Linked DNA regions of Lactuca sativa: region 1 is linked to region 2. A link is a contact called in public Hi-C data. All regions are on one chromosome and are shown on one strand. The core of a region is the stretch at or near the end of the contact, and the rest is flanking DNA. Distances in the headings are between cores, read along the strand shown. Region 1 holds the start of LOC111878016. Region 2 holds the start of LOC111878017 (disease resistance protein RPV1).

Evidence for each region. Hi-C and Micro-C count contacts between places; a contact is called where the count stands out from the background.
Region 1: a contact with region 2 is called in a Hi-C map of leaf, with 5 times the contacts expected there. The contact joins the promoter of LOC111878016 here to the promoter of LOC111878017 in region 2. A contact is called at or near these places in 2 of 4 Hi-C or Micro-C datasets (leaf and seed).

Annotation. Positions count from the first base shown.
Region 1 is chr5:247,189,767-247,196,175 of Lsat_Salinas_v11, forward strand. LOC111878016 reads right to left here and starts at 2,173. Exons shown (of 2, transcript XM_023874527.3): 1 at 1,894-2,173; 2 at 170-1,075. The coding sequence starts at 1,963. The coding sequence ends at 303.
Region 2 is chr5:247,024,902-247,031,248 of Lsat_Salinas_v11, forward strand. LOC111878017 (disease resistance protein RPV1) reads right to left here and starts at 4,183. Exons shown (of 6, transcript XM_023874528.3): 1 at 4,027-4,183; 2 at 3,394-3,914. The coding sequence starts at 3,881.

The sequences.
Region 1 (6,409 bases), core at 923-3,422, 160 kb after region 2:
AAAAGAAACAAATTGAACATCTCTATTTATGCCCCTGCCTCACCAACAATATACCTCTCATTGTTATGATAAAATAAATAAACAAATCACCAATAAATTATACCCCAATTACACCCACCCCACCCCACCCCACCCCTTCATAACTTATTATATATGTTACAATACAAACTAAGCAGTTAATGTATCTAGAATTTTAAAAACTTATGCCACTCCATACACAACCAGTTGCATATTAACAAGTTGCAATAACTGTTCCAATGCTTCTACACATACATAGAACCAATAAAAGTACAATTACTTTATCAAAGTTCTTCAGTTGACTCAAAGCTATCATAAACCGGAGCTTCAAAAACATCAGCCTCCTCAGACACTTGAGATTCTTCAGACAAATACGAACCCACATAACCCATGACCATTTCAAGAAACGAACCCCCATACCCATTTTCACTAACACTTTCCTCCAGTTGACCAACAATTTCCTCCATTTGACCAACATTCTCCTCCCGTTGACCAACATTCTCCTCAAATTGACCAAACCCAAGCAAGAAATGAACACCATTAGCAATATCATAAACCATAAGCCCAATCCTTCCACCAATCCAACTTCCAAATTGACTTCCAACCAAATACCCAAATCGCCCAAACCTTTCTTCCCCTAAATACCCAACAAAATAAGTCCCAAACAATGTTCCTGTACCCCTGAGAAACCCTTCAGTCACAGTTCCTCCATAATAAATGGCTTCAAAGAAATCCCACCCGGATGAAATAATCGGGCCTATGATCCGTTTAGCTTTCCGGGTCGCCATTTTTGCAGCTTTGGCTCCATCTTTTTGGGCTTGTTTTGCAGCAGCTTTGGCTTCCATGCCTTGTGAAATTGCATCTGCTAGTGATGCTTCGATTGCTTTGTTTCTTGCTACTTCAACATGAAGTGTTCTGATGTTGTATGTGTAAAGCTTTACACTTTCTTTTACTATGCATGCTAATGTTCCTGAACCCCCATCTAAACAGTTGAAGATGGTGAACTTTCCACTTTGGGATGATCCCGTTTCTCCAACCATTTGTCTGCATTTTTCAGCTGAAAAAAAAAAGGAATATATGAGACACAGGGAATAATGAACTACTAAAATAAAGAATACTTCCCTTGATACTTGATAAATCACATAAAAAACTGGATACAAAAAACCGACAGACAATCAAATAAGATATTTTACAAAAGATTGATATCCATTATCCAAACAAAGGGGTTTATGGAAAACATAATCCACAGGTGTTGATTCAAACAAAGGGGTTTATTAAGATGTGTATGTAACAAGTGAATGCCTGGATCTACTATAATATTTCCATCTAGTTTCCCAATCTATGATTCATTTAACCCTACATCGAAGGAAACTCAAATACTAAAAGAACCAAGACCCTTGACTTCCTTTATAAATTTTCAAAATCTTTGACTTCTGAGGTCAACCCTTGTACTTCTCAAGTTCAAAGACATGTTTAAATTCAGTTAGAATATTCTAATTGCAGTAATCTTGCCACCGGATTATAGAGTTTATACAACTGTTAAAGTTTTATGAAACTTATATCGTTTTAGAAGTTGAATCACATAGTATGACCTCAAAAGTGGAATGATAACTCTCTATTTTCTCACAAAATGCACCAAACCATATCAAATCTTGAGTTACTATAACGAATTTGGTTTCTGTTTATATGATGAGTTCCCTACTAATTCAGATCAAGGTGTATTGTTTTCTTAATTCCTTCCGCAACCAATACTTTTTTCCCCTTCTTTTAACTTTAATAACGAGGAATACAGACCAAAAATTTGCAATTATCTAACAGATATTGAAGAGAAGAATCTAAACACTACAGTAGAAGAAAACTGGAATAGGCTTGTACCTGTGAAACTGAGGACGATAACGCCAACAATAAAACTAAGAAATTGGATTCTCTTCTTCTGGAAATCCATGACACACGCTCAGATGAAAACCCTAAGACCCCTACTAATCGAACTGGTTTTGGATCGTCTATGAGATCACTGATTTATGCATTAGAAGCAAGGTATCGATTCGTCACCACGCCAGAATCTGGAACTGCTCTCTAGTTCGATTTAACTTTTGTCTTGGTCGTCGGCAACTATTGGCGTCAGAGGGAAGACTATCAATCACAACAGAATAAATGGTTAAAATGGAACCGGTAGAAAATATATCAGATGACGTTTGTCCAGGGTTTTTTTTTTTTTTTTTTTTTTTTTTAAACTAAATTTCATTTAGGAAAATCTCAAGAAAAATCTTAAAATTTTAGTCTAATTAACGAAAAAGTCTCGAATTATTTTTTGTTTACAGAAAAGCACAGAATACCAGCTAAAACTTCGAAAAAATCATTTTTGGCCGGTTTCGTAGATTTAGGCGGTATTCTGTCATTTTTCGTTAGTTTGCTCAAAATATTAGGATTTTCCTAAAAATTACCCGATAACCAAAATATTGAGACTTTTTTGAAAATTACTATGGAATTAATGGATATTGTTATTAACAAATCATTTATAAACATATATTTTTATTATAAACAAAGGAAATACATTTGTTGTTAATTTGTAGGAATAGAATGGTCGACTATGTACTTCTCTATTGTTTGTTGACCACTTCAAGTCTCTATGTTCTTCCTATCTATCGTTGTGAGTGTCATAGTGAGAAGTACTCTGTTAGGCGTGACCAATACAAGAGTTGATAATATTTATTAATACACAATCAATAAGTTTCTACTTGCTATTAGGCATGATGCTATGTAACATCCCGAATAATTAGAAGTGAAGTTGAAGGGCTAAAGGTGTAAATAAGAAGGTCGACTCGGCGAGTCGATGGATAGACTCAGCAAGTCGAGTCGTGTTACGAATTGCGTGTTAAGTAACCAACTCGACAAGTCACATGGGTGGACTCGGCGAGTTGGTGTTGTGTGGAGAAAACCCTAATCCCGGGGATTGAGCCCTATATAAAGAACATAATACCCTCTCCCCAAGCTCTTTACTCTCCCTTGAAGTCCAGAAACCCTAATATTCGTTTGTGAGAGAATTAGAGAGCATTTGGATCTTGAAGGAGTGTTGTTGAAGAGATCCTTGAAGATTAAGAGGCTTGGAGCAAGGGGCTTTGCAAGGCTTTGGCTTATTCTTCTGTTAGAGTCTTCTCTTGAGGTAATGATTCGTTGCTTGAGCTGTTATCCATCTAGATCTATCATTTGTGGGATTTTTGGGAGTATATCTAGTGCTATCTTGAGTTTGGAGGTTGGATCTGTGGTTGCTACCTCAGATCTAGAGTAGTGATGATCCAAAAGAGCATAAAGTCCCTGTTCAAGAGTTGTTGATGAAGCCTTTTGGTCCCAAACCCTAGCCCAAGAGTGTATTATGCTTAGATCTCTTTAGATTCACGTAAAGTTTGCAACTTTACATGAGGAACAGCTTGTAGAAGGGTAGATCTATGGATTGGAGCCCCTGCATGGCTTGGAAAGCCACTGAATGGATTAAGAGCTAGTGGTACTCGGCGAGTCACATGGGTGTACTCGGCAAGTTACTTGAAGATAGGCAGAAACTCGACGAGTTGGAAGAACAACTCGGCGAGTTGGTTGAAGATAGCCTTGGACTCGGCGAGTCTGTTCTTGGACTCGGCGAGTCTGTCGTGAGGTCCTCACCTTTCCTGGTTGAGCTGTGAATCGGTGAGTCGAGGGACGACTCAGTGAGTTGAGCAGGAAGTGACTCGGAGTTCGTGGGACTCGACGAGTCTTGGGGTGACTTGGCGAGTTGGGTCGCGATATGGGAGTTTTCAGAGCATAGGGACTCGACGAGTCAGCGGGCTGACTCGGCGAGTAGAGTCAGTCAGGAAGTTTGACCTTGACTGAGGACTTTGTCTTTGACCAAGAGTTGACCAGTTGGCTTCCAGGGGTAATTTGGTAATTATTGGTATGTATTGAGTTCAGTCTTTTGGTATTATCAGTGGTGGATTTCGTGTCGGAGGTTGAAGCAGCGTGATCTTATCTTTTCAGTCAGCAGTTGCGAGGTGAATTATCCTCACTATATCAACCGGGTCTAAGGCACCAAGGCCGGCCCTTTATCGGATAGTAATCCGGGTATCGTTGTTATGTTATTGCTTTACTATGTTTGCATCCTGGTAGTTAGGATGGTATATGTTAGAGACCTAGTTAAGTTCGGTATCCTGGTATATAGGATGATACTATGATAGTGACCGGTTAGGTCGGTATCCTGGTTAGGATGATGTTATGTTATGTGATATGCTAGATCGATTTGATTAGATGTGAATGGTTGTATGATTGTATGTTTATGTGCACATGGTTGTTGTACTGGGGTTAGGTTGAGGCGGGTCCTGCTTTGTGTTGTAGGCCAACATACCCAAGACGGACCGATTAACCCGAAGGCCCAGCGAGTGGTCTGGATAAGCTGTAGGCCCCGCGAGGGCGGACCAGACGTGCCGAGGCTCGGAGAGTGGACCAGGCCGACTAAAGGCCCGGTGCGGGCGAACCAGTCATACTATAGACTCGGAGAGTGGACCAGGTGGGTTGAAGGCTCAGTGCGGGCGGACCAACCACACTGCAGACTCGATGGATATGGCTAGACTCGGAGGGTAGACCAGGTGGACTGAAGGCCCGATAGGGCAGACCAGTCACACAGTAGACCCGAAGTGCATGGCTGTTCTGTTCGGTTATGATATGTTATGTGTGGTATATGTGGTTGGTATTTTGGGGGTATCTCACTAAGCTTTCGGGCTTACAGTTGTGGTTTAATGTTTTTCAGGTACTTCAGGAGACCGTGGCAAGGGGAAGGCGTGATCGTACCGCTCCTCATGTTTATGTTTTACGATATGGTTCTGGGAAGACTCTGATAATAATTATATTGAAAACCTTTTTGTAACGACTTAACGAAACTGGTTGTTTTTGAAAAAGTTTAAATTGGCTTGAATTTTTAGAGTGTTACAATGCTATATGATCATGTGTTATCATAAAGTATCATTACACGAACATATAGATCTTTCATTATGTTCTTTAACCTAACTACCACCTAACATCCAAACATTACCCGGTAACAACCATAAAATTACACACATCTATCGAGAGTGAAAAGTAAACTTTGAATGACAATTTAAATAGATAATAACCCTTCACTTGTTTCCATATAAATTATCATTAACGGTTCACTTTTCACATTTTATAGATGTGTGTTAGCCGATGGTTGTTAACATGTAAGGTATGAATGTTGGTTGGTAGTTAGGTTAAACAAAATAAGAGGAACACCAACATTAGAGGAATGCTAATTAAGTTCGTCTCACCATCATACCCACAACAATGCATAGGAAGAACGTATAGAGTTTAAGTGGTCAGGAAGCAATAGAGTACTTAGACCACCAATTTATTCCTAGAAATTAGCAACAAATGTATTTTCTTTTTTTATAATAAAAATATTTTTTATGTTTATAAATGATTTGTTAATAATAATATTCATTAATTTCATGGTAATTTTCAAAAAAAATCTATGTAATTTTTGGAAAAGCCCCAAAATTTTGAGCAAACTAACGAAAAATGACATAATACCGACAAAATCTGCGAAACCGGCCGAAAAGGGTTTTTTCGAAGTTTTAACCGGTATTCTATGCTTTTCTGTAAATAAAATTTAGTTTTAGATTTTTTCATAAATTATACTAAAATTTTAGGACTTTTCTGAAGATTTTCCTTTCATTTATATCGAGAAATAAGAACGTACTGTTATTAATTTATTTATTTATCGTGATATCTTATTTTTAGTTATTTATTATAGGCTTACAGCAACATTAAAACATACAATAATTATTAGGGATAATGATTAAATGTAATATATTTTTTGATTCATACACATTTAGTCGAATTTTTATTGTCTACATTTTCCCATTGAACTTGTTGAATTGTTCAAAAAACATCCTTATAACCTGTAATTTTAGGTTTAGCCGGTTACCGGAGTATTTGACAGTTCAGACGAGTTTCTGTTAGTCTTCCCCGACGAGTTTTGTTGAGTTTGAACTCTTTTGGGGATTTATGGAATTAAAAAGATCGACCTCAATCATCTTCACGAGCCACAACCCACAACCTTAAACCTTCTTCAACGTATTTGATAGCTCCGACGAGCAACCCTAACAACACCCTTATTTCTCGATTCCATCCTAAATAACCCACCATCCATGCACCTGTAAAAATAAGAAAAAGAAATGGAGACCATACACCAATATCTCCACCAATTTTTGGGTTGAATCTCACAAACCGAACATCACCCTTCTTCCACCATTACCTTTACCATCATCATTCATCATACATGTGCCACCATCCCCATCCAGCCTACACTGTCAACAATCTTTCATTGAATTCCCCTACTCTATTAATTACC
Region 2 (6,347 bases), core at 2,933-5,432:
TTTTGAAACCTGGTGGTTTAGTAATAAATAAAATAAAAATGCATTGCTATTTATTGCATTTTGCTAAGAAGAAGATATAGTTGATCACACACAATAAACACATGTTAAACGAATGTTTATGGAAGGATATTAGTTTTCTTAATTAATGCAACAAACAAAGTACTTTCATGAATGATTCATATTGTTTCAATCTAGGGGTGAGCATAAATTTATTTATTATAAATGATAAGTATCTCAAACAAATCAATGTATAAATTCTTTTGATGAATAATCCATAACATATTTTATCTTGAAGCATAACTACAATTAAGGGTAAATGGCACAAAAAACACTCTTTTTATATAGAAATTCGATTTTGATACCGTGCTTTTTTTGTGTCAATTTTAACACTGTGTTTTCCAATTTGTTACAATTCTAACCACTTGACCAGTTAACTAGGTTGCATGATGACGTGTCAGTTTTGATGACGTGACATGCTGACATGATATGCTGACGTATCAAAATTGAATTTTTTCTCACAAAAAACACTAAGTTTTCATTTTCTTTCGATTTTGACACTAAGTTTAATTTTTTTTTTCAATTTTGACACTATGTTTTTTTGTTCCAAATCGAACATCATTTTTTCCAATTTTGTTCAATGTTGACAATTTTCTATTTGAAACCGTATAAATATTTTTTTAATAAATTTAAACCGTATAAATATGTTTTTTTTTCCATTTAAAAACCATAGTTTTGTATAAATACATTTTTTAACACTCAAACCATATTTTTATGTATAAATATGTATTAGTTATATAAAAATTGTATTTTATATTAAATATGCAACTTTAAAATGTGTTTGGAGGTTTAGAGACGTGTAGTCGATCAAAACTCGGATATCAAGTTTGCAACCCACCAAATTTTTACATCTTATTAAAAGTTTATGGTTAGTTTGATTCTCATGATATAACTAATGTTTTGAATGTAAGAAAAAAAACACCTTGTATTTAAATAAAAATATGGTTTTTAAACGAAAAAAAATATGTTTATACGGTTTAAAATGTAATAAAAAAATATATTTATACGGTTTCAAATGGAAAATAAATAAAATTGAACAAAATTTGATAAATGATGTTCGATTGGAACAAAAAAACATAGTGTCAAAATTAAAATAAAAAATTAAACTTAGTGTCAAAATCGAAAAAAAGTGAAAACTTAGTGTTTTTTGTGGAAAAAAGAAATCAATTTTGGCACGTCAGCATATCATGTCAGCATGTCACATCATCAAAACTGACACGTCATCAAGTCACGTCAGCATGTAACCTGGTTAACCGGTCAAGTGGTCAGAATTGTAACAAATTGAAAAACACAGTGTCAAAATTGACACAAAAAAACACGGTGTCAAAATCGAATTTTTGTGTAAAAAAAGTGTTTTTTGTGCCATTTACCAATTAAATGCATAAAACCAATTAAAAGAAATAAATTGGAGGGTTTTGTGTAATTATTTAATTAGGTGATATATATATGTTTGTGTAATTAATTAAAAAACATAAGTAATTTAGATAAGAAAAAAAAAAATGAAAGAAGAATGGTGTCTAGCATCTAGGTTGGGAACTTGTCCACATCCTCAATGAAAGAATAAGTACAAATGATGGATGATTTATTATAAAGAGCTTCGTATATGCGCATCGTTCGGCAAATGCTATATGAAGCCTTGTTTAGGCTACATGTGGACATTAAAAACCGTACCATTTTAAGAGTAAAATTGCACCAACTCATTTTGCAGTTAATAACCAAACCATACTGAAATAACCATAAAAAAATAAAAATAAAAATAAACCGGACCGCATTATAAAACCCGTAAATTTTGGTTTTTCAATTTGAATAACCGTAAATACGTTTACAGTTCGGTTTAGTCCAAAACACGTATCAAATTGCATCAAGCTTACCCAAATTTCATAGAAAACAATCAAAACATATAACAATGTAACATGATTAAAATGTTAGTATAATTTGTTTCGATTACATGGTTCAATAAATTGTTAAAAAATATATTACGTAAATAAGTGTTTAGTTTGTGTCAAGTCATTATATAATATTTTTTTTGCTTGCGTCATCGTATACTTGTTTAAGGTTGTAATGGCTACATTGCATATTTTAGTATTTTAGTAGTTGTATTTGTTTCTCCAATGATATTAGGTGTTGTCTTTTCCTTTCCCTTTGAATTTGAGAATTTTAAGTCTTATTGAAGACATAAATAAAATTGTCATTCCCAAAAAAAATCCTATAAAAATCTAAAAACAAATAAAATGTACTAGAGATGCTACATAAATAATAAAATGTTGGTTAAAAATATAAAGAATTGATGTAAGGGCAATTACAAGTTGATTTGAAATAATTTAAAGATTGTATTACATTTACATGATTGGTCAAACATAACAAACATGATGTGTTCGCAATCATACTAACAAAAACTTCCGATATATATAAATTCTTACGGTGTAAATACGAAAAAAATAATTTCCAAAAGATACCTGATTGTGAGTTCAAAATTGAATATAGTATTTAAAATTTAACTTTTCTTTTGTAAATTTATCCCATTAATTTTAACAAAATTTTATAATCTATATATTTTAGCAATGTTTTAAAGACCGGTTTGAACCGCCCGGTTGAACCGGTTGGACCGGAAACCGGGGAAGGAAACAGTTCAACTATCAACCGTTTTACATTGATTTTTGAATCAGATTAAACCGATCGGTTTTTAGAAAAAACCGGTTAAACCAAATAAAAACACATGAAAAAGAACAATTTACATAATAAACTTTAGTGATTATTTTTTCATTTAGTTTTCTTTAAATAAAAACATATTGTAAATGTTATAAAGTTTTTTGATATGTTGTATTTATTTAAACTATATTTCGTTACAGTATTATACTTTTTTTATTTTGACGTATATGGATCGATATAAAACACTAAAACTTTGATTATGTGTTATTTTAATGTATTTGGATTCATCTACAATTTATTTTTATGTGTATTTTTAATGTTTGAATTTGTAAACATCAAATTTATGGTTTATATATGTATGTATGTGTAGGAAAATAAGATAAAACATGAAAACTATAGAAACCGGTTGACCCGACGGTCGAACCGGTTAAACCGGAAACCAGTCACCATATCGGTTCAACTGAAAAAACAGTTTTTAAAACATTGTATATTAGGAATTAAAACCTCAATATTATTATAAGTTAGTGAAAAAAAATTATCTTTAAAATATTAAAATATCTGTTTTGATCTAATGGTTTTATTATTAGTATGAATTAATATGCCGATATCTTCCTACAAAAAAGAAATTCTTACCGAATTTATATAGCGTATATAAAATAAGTTAGCATGGAGGAATGGAGGATTTACCCATTAGACAAAGCTTGGAGATCCCATCCAGATAAGTTGTCAGCAGCCCAAGTTAAAGCTTCCTTCCATTCATGGACCTCTTTTCTATGATAACCCTCATGTTTCACGAACGCTTCTTCGTAGCTACCCCTTTGATTCCCTACCACCTCAGGTGTCACATCGTAGTACAACACCCGAACTTCATATTCATCGTCCATCTCCTTACACTTGAGGATCTTAACAAGCTCCCTCAGACACCATGTTGACGATGCATAGTCTTTTGAGAATATAACTATCAAGAACCTTGACTGTTCAATGGCTTTATAGAGTCCAGGTGATATATCTTCTCCTCTCTTTAACTGATCATCGTCCCTAAAAGCATAAATCCCCTTCCTTCTGAAATCACTGAACAGATGATCCACAAATGTTTTACGGATATCTTCCCCTCTGAAACTCACAAACACATCGTATGTCCATCTGTGAGCAGAACGTGAAGATAAATATACCATCGTAACAAAGCCGAGAGGCAGAATGAAAGCTCCCTGCACATAATCAGATGTTTAACAATCAACTTAATCCACAAGAAAGGGGTAGTAATTAACATATATAAACTAATAGACTCAAATAGATATACTACTCGAATATAATTCTAACCTGGTTCACTATATGGAAATGGAAACTGAACGATATCAAATTTGTTCTTAAAGGTTTCTTTTTGTTGTGAGTTGGTAGTCACTATCCTCAGGATTTGATGCAGTCACAAGGTTGAATTAAATTATATGTATCTACCAGAACTCCTTGTTATTAATGAGATGATGAAGAGTGCAATATATATTGGATTAGTGGAGGAGAAAGTCAATAAAGCATAGTTGACTAAATGATAGTTTATATTTCTTAATTGGCTGATTTAACCACCCTTAAGTAATTGGCATTAAACAACTAACAATTCAGAGATTATGCATGTAAATGTAATTAGTATATTACATCAACTAGATGCATGTGGGGATAAACTATGCATAGAAAAAGTCTGTATAATAAGTGAACAATCATGGCGTAGAAGGAATTTTTTTTAAGAAGTGGATAAATTACTTAAAATAATAAATATATCATTTGTTCCGAATATGTTTCATAGTTTAAACAGTTGACAACAATGATATTTCATACTTTGAGATCTTATAAATACAATGCTATCGTCAAAATCAAAATTTCCCCGTATATTGATATTCAAATTCTTCTATGGATGATGTCTCTTTGAAGATTGTTTATGTTACATCATTGAAAATTGTTTATGTTAAGACTATGGATGATGTCTCTTTGATATTCAAATTCTTCTATGGATGATGTCTCTTTGAAGATTGTTTATGTTAAAATCAAAATTTCCCCATATATTGATATTCAAATTCTTCTATGAATGATGTCTTTTTTAAGATTGTTTATGTTAAGACTATTGGTGGGCAACATGTTATTATATGTTATCATACTCAAAATGTTTGTCACATCATTCTAGTCATAATTTTTGTGTTATAACATTCATTGTGGAAATGAACAACATCGAATAATATGTGATAACATCTATCATTTTTTTTTTTTTTTATGTTTTACTCTCTAGTTTTCTAATTTGTTTTATTTTTTAATCTATGTCATAATATTTTTTAAAAACATATAAATTAAATAAAACATAATTAAATTAAAATACTTAATTAAACATACCATTTTAAAAATAAAAACGACATTACAAAAAAAAAAACATTAACCAAAAACATACGACAGTCCTAATAATTTTAAAAATATAAAACTGATACATTATTCTTTGCCTAAATATTTCTGTTCGATCTTTGCCTTCATTTTTCGGAGCACGTCCACTCGTCTCGGCAGCATATTCTCCTCGATACTTTGAAGAATTGTCAAATCCTTCACAATGAGATTTTCCGCGGCTTCACGACGAAGGAACTCCAAATATTCTCGTTGCAACTCATATCTTTTACGTGCGATTTCGTTGTGATCCTTAAATTTTTGTTTCATTTCCGCTTGCTCTTGACGTCTATTTTCGCCTTTCTCTACATGTCGTTGAGCCCGCCTCGCTTTGTCGCAACATATCGATCGTCAAGGCGGGGAGATCTCTTTGATGTCATTCAAGTCGTCAGGTATCTCATATGTGTCTGCATTGAGGTCGATGTTTGTGCTTTCGTCCGAAACGTCGACCAAACCCGAGCCACGAGACCTCTTCGATTGTTGTTCCATAAATGTGTCTGTTTTATTCCATTTTGGGTCTTCCTTGACAATCTCCCAAATCTTTTCAAGCTCGAAAACGTGACCCGTCTCGACATGATATTGGTCCATCGTCGCTCTATAAACATCAAAATCAGTCACACCACTTTGCTTGTGCGAGGAAATTTTGTTGTAGATGGAATTGAACTTGGTGCACTTCTTGTTTATTTGAGTCCATTTGCTACTCAACATATCATGAATCCGATAATTTGCATCCTTCTTTAAAATTCTCTGAAATTTTCTGATCATAGCTTCCCAAAAACCAACTTTTCTCATATTGTTTCCTGGCATTGGATTTTTTGATGTCCCGTACCATGACACCGCCAACGTGTATTCTTCCTCCACAGTCCACCACGTTGGAGGTTCGTCTTCCAATTGCTCCATCGCGATCGTTTTCCCTTTCCTTCGTGCTCTCTCTTTGTTGGCCTTTTTTCGGCTCCCCCTCCCCCCCCCCCCCCCCCCGCTTGTGTCTTAGTATCGTTTCTTGTGTGAGTTGTGGTTGTGTGATTTTTTGTTGCATTGTAGTAAATGTGTTGAAAAGGTTTTGTGGAAGGGTTGTATGGAATTGTGGTGGGGGTGAGGCGGGATTGAAAAAATTGTTTTGAGTGTTGGATATTCGCGTACAACTCATATTGTGCAAATCCGAGAGGCAGAGATGTATTTGTGTTTAGAGGAGGAGTGTTGGATTTTTGATTCATATGATTTTT